Linked DNA regions of Mus musculus: regions 2 and 3 are each linked to region 1. Evidence: chromatin contacts called from public HiChIP or PLAC-seq and promoter capture Hi-C data. All regions are on one chromosome and are shown on one strand. The core of a region is the stretch at or near the end of the contact, and the rest is flanking DNA. Distances in the headings are between cores, read along the strand shown. Region 1 holds the start of Naa16 (N(alpha)-acetyltransferase 16, NatA auxiliary subunit). Region 2 holds the start of Dgkh (diacylglycerol kinase, eta). Region 3 overlaps Dgkh (diacylglycerol kinase, eta).

Region 1 (2,700 bases), core at 51-2,550:
TGATCCCAGCTTTAGGGAGGCAGAGGTAGGCAGATTTCTGAGTTTGAGGTTAGCCTGGTCTACAGAGTGAGTTCCAGGACAGCGAAGGGTACACAGAGAAACCCTGTCTCTGAAAAACAAAACAAGCAAAAGGGTTCTGGAGAATGAACTTTATAGGATGTGCCATTTCCCGATTCCTGTAGCTTCTTCCGTCCCCTTAAAAAAAAAAAAAAAAAAAAGGCTCTCACTACATAGCCTAGCCTGGCTTTGAACTTGTAATCCTCTTGCCCTTGATTTTCCAGTACTATTACTACAGGCACGTGCAGAAATTAGGATTCAGAATTTATATGTTTATATACATATGTTTACACACACCTTTTAATACTACACCAACATCTGGTATGTGATCCTTCTTGTCACAGATGTCTATCTGTATGTTCTTGCGTGTTGTTAGTATGTTTCATTTTTTTGGAGAAGTCATCCCTGAAACATTCTAGGATTGTATCCTGTTTTTCCCATTATTGGGTAGTCTATGTGGTGAAAGAGGCAGTAGACTCGAGGATCAGTAGATCTGTAAAAATTCTGCAATTATTACTGAAAATGTTGGGTTCCCTCGCGGCTGAGACTTTTTTTTTTTTTTCTCCTTCCTATCCTTTGCCTAAAGGGGCTGTCTCGCCAGTTCCATCATTTCAAGGTCTGATCACTACTTTCATATGCAATGAAAAGATAAGGCTTCTTTTTTTGTTGTTGTTTTTTGTTTTTCGAAACAGGGTTTCTCTGTATAGCCCTGACTGTCCTGGAACTCACTCTGTAGACCAGGCTGGCCTCGAACTCAGAACTAGTGCTGGGATTAAAGGCGATTAAAGGCGTGCGCCACCACCGCCCGGTTTAAGGCTTCTTTTTAAGAGTCCTTTTAAAAACAGCAAGAAAAGGAAGGACAAATGGATTCTAAACCAAGAGTGTTCGTGGTATTAAGCAGGGTTTCCACTGCACAAAAGAATAAAAGTTAACTCGGAAAACAGTTTTACATCATCTAGGACAGAAGCCTAATAACCAGCGTGAGACGAACAGTCCAGAGATTAGGGCGAGTAAATGACTAGGCGCTTAAGACGTGACAGGAGCCACAGCCCTGCACCGACCCGGAGACCTCCCGGGTGAGAAGAGTCTAGTCTTTCTCTTGGCCGCGAGACTGCGCATGCGCACCCCGCGGGGGGGCGGGGCGAGCCCTGGTCGCCATCTTGGCGCGCGCGGGCTTCCCTCCCGGGCCGCCCACTGGAGTGCGCTGTGTTCCGCTTCCCGTGGCATCCCGCCGAGGTAACCCGCGGCCCGGGTCCTGGCTGGTCGCTCGAGCAGGCCTCCCCATCGCCGCCACGATGCCCTGCGTGCAGCTGCCCGCCAAGGAGAGCGCCCTCTTCAAGCGCGTGCTGGTGAGCGGTGGCCCGCCCGACCCCTGCGCGCTTTCTTTCCCACCGAGCCGGGCTCTCCTCCGGCCGCTTCTCCTTCCGTTCCCCCGCGGCGCTCCCTCCCTGACTCTGGAGCTCCCCACTGCGGGAGCTTTCCAGAAAGTTCCCCGGCCGAGTCGCCGGAACCCCGGCGCCGGGCTCAGCGGGTCCCTGCAGTCCTCCCCTCGGAGTAGTCCGAGCTGCTTCGGGTCCAGGCTGGGCCAAGCACCGCTGCTTGCGGGGTACGGGAACATGGAGCCCGCGATCCTCGGGAGCCCATGCCTCTGTGCGGGAGAGTTTGCATGTTTGTGCGGGCCCGGTTTTGGAAGTGATTTGCCAGAAACTTGCTTCTAACTCGTCCTCGTGATGAAAGCTGCGGAGAAGGGCTTTGTGCTTGAGACCCTTTACGTGGCTTTGAAGCCTGAATAAGAATAGTAATAATGATGATTAATAACAAGTTGCCTTGGTCATGTTAGACCCATGCCCAGCTAAACGAGGTTCGGTTTTACGTTTTTAAAGTTTACTTAAGACATGCTCACTCTGTAGCCCTGGCTGGCCTGGATCTCTCTATGCAGACAAAGCTAGCCTAGATTTTAGAGCTGCTTTTTTTTTTTTTGCCTCTCGAGTGCTGGGATTCAAGGCATTTGCCACTGTGCCCAGACAAGAAGTTTTCTCTGGGGAGTGTGCCAGCATATCTGCCACCTTGGCACCTTGACCAGGTTATATCCTTTCAGGGAGGAGAGAGGTGACACGCTTCTTCTCTGTATGTTGCGGGGCTCTTAAAGATTTAGAAAAGAAAATGAGTTAATAGCGGTATGTTCTAAGCTGCCCTTTTAATTTGAGAATGTGCTACTTGCTGGGCAAGCTTTTAGATTTCAGGGTGAATTTGTATTGAGAGCACGTGGCTGAATAGCGTTAGCTGTTGAGTAAGGAAACACTGATCTTAATACTTTGTTGCCATCACCTGACAAAATGTTACACTTAGTACTGGCTCAAGCCAACAGAAGCTTGACATGTAGCATTGAGAATGTTAACAATGATACAAGTGGACTAGGGGACTACTTTTTTTCTTTTTTTTTTTTCTTTTTTTTTCTTTTTCTTTCTTTCTTTTTTTTTTTTTTTTTTTGAGATGGCCATATATTTCAGGTTGGCCAAAAATAACCTTGAACTCATCTGCTTTTGCCTGGAGGGTGATGGGATTACAGTTCTGGATACCACATCTAGCCTTGGGATGATAATGTTTCAAATCTCAGTTTGGTACAGTTAGTAGAGAAGCGTG
Region 2 (2,700 bases), core at 149-2,648, 660 kb after region 1:
GACACCTAAGTGAAAAAGAAAAGTCAAAAAAAAAAAAAGTAACAATATGCTTGAAAAAGAGAAGTTCGCTTCCGGTCTGGGATAGCTCAGTCGGCAGGTAGAATGCTCACCTAGATGGAATGAAGGGCTGGTTTTGAGTGAGCCCCAGTGTTCAGCTGTGATCCCAGGGCTGAGGTAAACGCAGCATGGTCAGACTGCTCACTCACCCCACTTAAACCTCATTCAAAGTAAATGAAGGACAGGCTATTTAGGCAGCAGGTTGGAGGCCACTGAACAAAGCATAGTCACTAACAAAGAAGACCCAACAGTCCAAGGGCCCATTTAAAGGAGAGATTCAGGAATGCAAATTTAGTCAGTCAAGTTATAGAAAGTGAGGGCTGGAAACCATCCAGTGGCTTAGCTCTCTCCACAATCCTTAGGTGACCTTTATGAGTGTAGCTTCAGCGGAATATTAGCCTCGGAAATTAGTATGACGTGGGAGCATGCTGGATCAAGTAGTGTTTTGATTTTTCGGTTTCAAAACGTGTGAATTCATCTGTCTACCAGACTAAGGGCCAGAAGATGGTGCTGGCAGGAGTCTGAAGTCCACGAGAGAGGAAATGACCCATGCAAATGCAGTCACTGCTCGGTTTGCAACTAGATGGAAACCATCTTCACTGCCAGTAAAGATGATTTCAGGAAAGATGATTTAAAAAATTGCTTGTTGCAATTTTCATTTTCTTTTTCCCGGAGAGCAGCAGGAGAGACAGTTGACATTTGAGCTCTCTCTCGGAACTGCCCCTGTCCCTAATTTGAGCAGAGCGCTCACAGCGGACCACAGACCGGCTCCTTAGCTGGTTTTCTTTCCACGAAATCTTTCAGCCATAGAAAATGAACAAAAGCAGGGCTCCCCAGACAGCCCAGCCAGACATCTCAGCTGCCGGAATAGGTGCTTGGGAGTGGCTCAGGGGTGCGAAGCGCAGCCTCGCTCTGTTGAAGCCAGGTACTGTCCTGGGCAATTGGCTCCAGGTTTAGCTCCCGAGGCGGCCGTCGGGGGCTACAGGCACCCGTGGCGAGGGATGCCAAGGGGAAAGGGTGCCAGGTTCCGCTCGTCCGGCGCAAGCTACTCATCCCCGACATCCCCCGATTCTTCTGGCGATCCGGGCCCCGCGGCGCGGTTGCCTCTTTTAGCCGCACCACTGCCCGGTGCCCGTGACCACCCGGTGGCTGCTTTCGGTTCCGCGCCTTATATGGCCTGGCAGGGGGGTCACGTGCGTCCCGGGCCGCCCGCCGGGAGGGGCCGCTGGGGGAGGGGCGGACGGCGGGAGAAAAGGGGAGGGAGTCGGAGGCGGAGACAGGAGAGAGAGAGGGGCGGATTCTGCGGCCGTGGGAGGCGGCGGCGGCTTGAGGAGCCGAGCGCTCGCCGCCGCGCCGTGGAGCGGGACTCAGGCGGCTGCGGAGGCGGTGGCGGAGGAAGGGACCGGCGCGGGGGCGGGCGAGCGCGGCGGAAGCCAGAGAACGCGGGAGGGCCCGTGGCTGGCCCCGGGCAGGAGCCAGGGCGGCAGCGACAGCGATCCCAGCGAGGGAGGCGCAGGCAGCGGCGGCGGCAGCGACAGCGATCCCAGCGAGGGAGGCGCAGGCAGCGGCGGCGGCAGCGGCGGCGGCAGCGGCAGCGGCAGCGGGGGCCGGTGTCCGTGCGCCCCGGCGGCCAGCGGGCGCGGGCCGGCGCGATGGAGCCTCAGCACGTGCGCCCCGTGCTTGGAGCCCAGAGCCCGGCCTGGGAGGAACCGGTGGGTACCGCGCCCGCGCCCACCCCTCCCGCTTGTCCTTGCTCCCTGCCTCCCCCTCCCGGCCCATGTTCCGTTCAGGAAGCGGTCCGGGATGAGGTCCCCAGCTGCTTCCCAGCCGGGGCAGCGCTTCCTCCGGCGCCCGGGCTCCTCCTTGCTCGCCGCCCGAAGCGCCTTTGTCCGGTCGGCCTCTGGCGACGGTCCTTAGAGGACCGTTTCCGCGCTTCATCCTTTTCCCAACTTTGCACTTCATTCCCGAGTGTGGCGCGGCGGCCCGGGGAGTGGAGGCGACGGGGTTGCGCGGTCAGCGGGTGGCGCCGGGAGGAGACGGGGCTCACCTCTTGACCGCGCCCTGGCAGTCACCTGGGCACGCAGGTTCCCAAGGACCGCCGCCTGTGGAGGCTGGTGGCTGCCAGAAGCCCAGAGCCACGCCTCCGACTCGAGTGGCCGCGGCTGCCCTGAACAGTTCCGAGGGTCAGGGGACCTGGACCGGGATCCAGCCACCGGCTAACTTCGCTTTCGCCTGGATCTCACAGCACACGCCACGCGTAGATTGAGTCACTTTAGGGGCTCAGAGTGTTGCGTGTGAGAAGAGTCGAGGTCTTTGGATTTATTCCCTAAACTCCTTTAACTTATTTCTTGCACCTCAAACTGAGCCGTCTGTTATCCATCCATCCCTTCAGGGATTCCTCCCAGGAATCCCCGTCCTGCGTAGACCCTTGTAATCTTGAGTGGGCAATGAATTTTGGCTCTGCATACCCTATCTACGTATTTCTTAGTCCTTTTTGATTGACGTTGTGAACCGTCTCAAAAGCCTGGTCCAAAATTTCTGGCTTCATCCTTGCTGCGGTGCTGTTCTGATGATGTTTTCCCAGGGACTTCCTGAGTCTGCTCAGGCGGGCCCTCTGCCTGTTGAGAGCTTGTAGGTCAGGTG
Region 3 (2,700 bases), core at 56-2,555, 770 kb after region 1:
TGACCATGACATTGAGATACTGTCCCTCCATCCTTCCTCTTTCTTCCCTCCCCACTCTCCCTCTCTTCCTCCTCCATATCATCTCTTCCGGCTTCCCTCCACTAAGCATGCACTCACTACATAACACTTACTTTAGATAACCATAGGAGTAGACTGCTCTGGGCAGAGTCACTCACATACAGTGCAAGCTTATTTCCCAGAAGGGTAAATACACCTTCAGTGGTTTCCTAAACACTGAACATTTTGTGATGATGTTGATCCTGAACAGACAGGTCTGTCGGGGTCATTTATCACGTGTTGGTTTGTTGTTTTTACAGTTCTTGAAGGTTTCTTTGTTTATTGTCAGGTGCACACTGCCTGCAAAGATGTGTACCATCCCGTCTGTCCCCTTGGCCAGTGTAAAGTCTCCATCATACCTCCGATTGCACTAAATAGCACAGACTCTGATGGTACGTAGCAGTAGTAAGTATGTGTATTTCTAGCGTATTTACTGTTGATTGAATTTCATATGATACATTGTAATTGATTATTCTGGTCAGTTTTTATAAATGCTGGACGGTATATTTGGTTGCTTAATTAGTTGATTCTTGTGATGCTGGGCATAAATGATCCTGAAGAGCTAAGCATACGTCCAACCACAGAGCTACATCCCCAGCTCAAATGAATATTTTGAAAGGAAAGTTGTAGTGCAGCCATTAACACTTTGGCCAGATCATTGTACACAAGACTTGCAGGTTATTGGTTTTTGTTTTTTTTCACATCCCAACAAATGAAGGGGGACCGTCATTTTGTACTGAACTCCTGAAAGGTTAACGTGTCTGTGTTCTCTCACCATAATTGAAACTGCCCATTAGCATGGGCTCCTATTAAGATTTGCTCTCCTGTCATTTAATTGCAGGAATCTGTATTCCTCTAAATGCATTTGCTATTTCTAGAATCTGGCCAGGGCTTAACTGTAAGTGCAGAGGAGACTTTGTGACATCACCGGTTTTAGAATGGGACACTCGTTACTTCCTCCTCTGCACGCCACGTTACAAATGGCTTCTGCAATGTGTCGTTTTAGTCTTCTGTTGTGCTTCCTGCACAGGCGTGTAACAGCTGTGCAGATGGCTGCGAAGCTCAGGGGATGTGTTCTTGACAGCTCTCCCCACCCCCAATAGATCCTTCATTCATTTTAACGTATTTTCTTAGACCTATACAAAGAACAATTAGAATATTGTAAAATACCAAGTATGGGCATGAGTCGTTTGAGAACTGTAAACCCTTAGCTTTCCTTTCCTTATCAAGATTGGTAAGGTTGGTGGTTATTGTCTGTGATGTGGTTCCTCACTGCAAAGTATATGCTAAAACATGAGTTTTAGATTGCTAGGATGCAGATACTGAACCGTTTAGCCAGGGGACTAGGTTACGGTGATGCGCCAGCATTAAGGAAGGAAGGTTCCTTGCTTTCACCCATTTTTCTTCCTTTTCTGAATACCTATTAATAATTGAAGAGAGAAGAAGTGCATATTAATCTTGTCCCGGGCTTGTTTTTGCAGGTTTCTGTCGAGCAACCTTTTCGTTCTGTGTCAGCCCCCTCTTGGTGTTCGTCAACTCTAAGAGTGGAGATAATCAGGGAGTGAAGTTCCTTCGTCGCTTTAAACAGTTGCTCAACCCAGCTCAGGTGTTTGATTTAATGAACGGAGGGCCTTATTTAGGGTAATTCATTTATGATAAATCCTACTCGAGTAAAATTCAGTTCTAAGCATGAGAGAGATGTGCCTGGCTCTGCTGCTCATGAAATTAATGTCCAAGCTAGGTGGTAGTGGCGCACAATTTTAATCCCAGTACTTGGGAGGCAGAGACAATTGGAACTCTGCCTTTGGAGGTCCAGGACAGCTAGGGCCACACTGAGAAACCCTGTCTCCGAAAACCAAACTAAACCAACAAACCTAGAAAAATTACACTTTCCGTTAGACATCTTTGTTGCTCTCATGCGTCCCTACATTTGAGCTTTGTCGACTTTAGGTTCAGTATTGTTCTTTTTGAATGGTGCTGGTGATTGACTCTATAGAAGAGCAGGCCCTCCTCATTAAGTTATGGCTCTAGCTTAACTTTCTCTTTATCTGTTGTTGTTTGTTTGTTTTGTTTTTTTGCTTTTTGAGACAGGACTGTGAGGCCCTGGCTGAAGTCTGTGAGAACTAGGCTGGCCTGGGACTTACAGGGGATAGCTTGTCTCTCCCTCCTGAGTGCTGGGATTAAAGATATGCTCCTTAATTAGAGATTTTAACACAAAACTTCCTGATGTTATTCAGCTTTCTGATATCAATTCCAAACTTGTTAGCCTAACTTTCAAATTCTAAAATGTGTACAAAAGTATTTTAAGTGTATGTCACATAAACTTGCATAGATGTAAAATACAAATATCAGAGACTTATCTTCATAGAAAATACACACACAGTGCATGACCTAACTAAAGGGGGTCTGTTTAGTACTTCAGCCCGGAAGGGTCTTGGGCTGACCTTGATAAATGCTAAGGGAATTTTGTTGACCGTTCTGTGATGCTGTATAACTTAAAGTCTAAACATGACTGTGAACTGCCTGACATTTTCACTGTGAGGATACACCTTAGGTCCTTCACCCCCTTTCGGTGACTGTGTGTGATGGTATATGTATACATTTTCTGTGGGGGTGGCGGATGTCTTCTCATGGAGGACTCCT

The links. HiChIP or PLAC-seq counts read pairs in DNA pulled down with a chosen protein or histone mark. Capture Hi-C pulls out chosen DNA fragments and counts their contacts.
Region 2: a promoter capture Hi-C map of adipose tissue shows a contact between it and region 1. The contact joins the promoter of Dgkh here to the promoter of Naa16 in region 1. A contact is called at or near these places in 2 of 39 promoter capture datasets (hippocampal neurons and pre-B cells), 2 of 115 datasets of contacts at active chromatin or transcription factors (bone marrow-derived macrophages and embryonic hindbrain) and 1 of 9 other capture datasets (adipose tissue).
Region 3: a contact with region 1 is called in an H3K27ac HiChIP or PLAC-seq map of T-cell acute lymphoblastic leukemia, with 7 times the contacts expected there. The contact joins the enhancer-like site here to the promoter of Naa16 in region 1. A contact is called at or near these places in 5 of 39 promoter capture datasets (cranial neural crest, frontonasal cranial neural crest, hippocampal neurons and 2 more), 4 of 115 datasets of contacts at active chromatin or transcription factors (T-cell acute lymphoblastic leukemia, acute myeloid leukemia and stem cell-derived neural progenitor cells) and 1 of 9 other capture datasets (adipose tissue).

Annotation. Positions count from the first base shown.
Region 1 is chr14:79,389,268-79,391,967 of GRCm38.p6, reverse strand. Naa16 (N(alpha)-acetyltransferase 16, NatA auxiliary subunit) reads left to right here and starts at 1,300. Exons shown (of 20, transcript NM_025832.2): 1 at 1,300-1,406. The coding sequence starts at 1,353.
Region 2 is chr14:78,731,427-78,734,126 of GRCm38.p6, reverse strand. It overlaps Dgkh (diacylglycerol kinase, eta), which reads left to right and starts at 1,398. Exons shown (of 30, transcript NM_001081336.2): 1 at 1,398-1,769. The coding sequence starts at 1,710.
Region 3 is chr14:78,617,521-78,620,220 of GRCm38.p6, reverse strand. It overlaps Dgkh (diacylglycerol kinase, eta), which reads left to right. Exons shown (of 30, transcript NM_001081336.2): 9 at 347-449; 10 at 1,539-1,698. Among named protein-coding and RNA genes, the nearest start is that of Gm26251, 15 kb to the right of the region's middle. Within about 2 kb of position 1,305, at least 25 of the 459 cell types and tissues checked have an H3K27ac peak or open chromatin away from gene starts, as enhancers often do. A contact at or near this core is called in T-cell acute lymphoblastic leukemia, where this site is marked.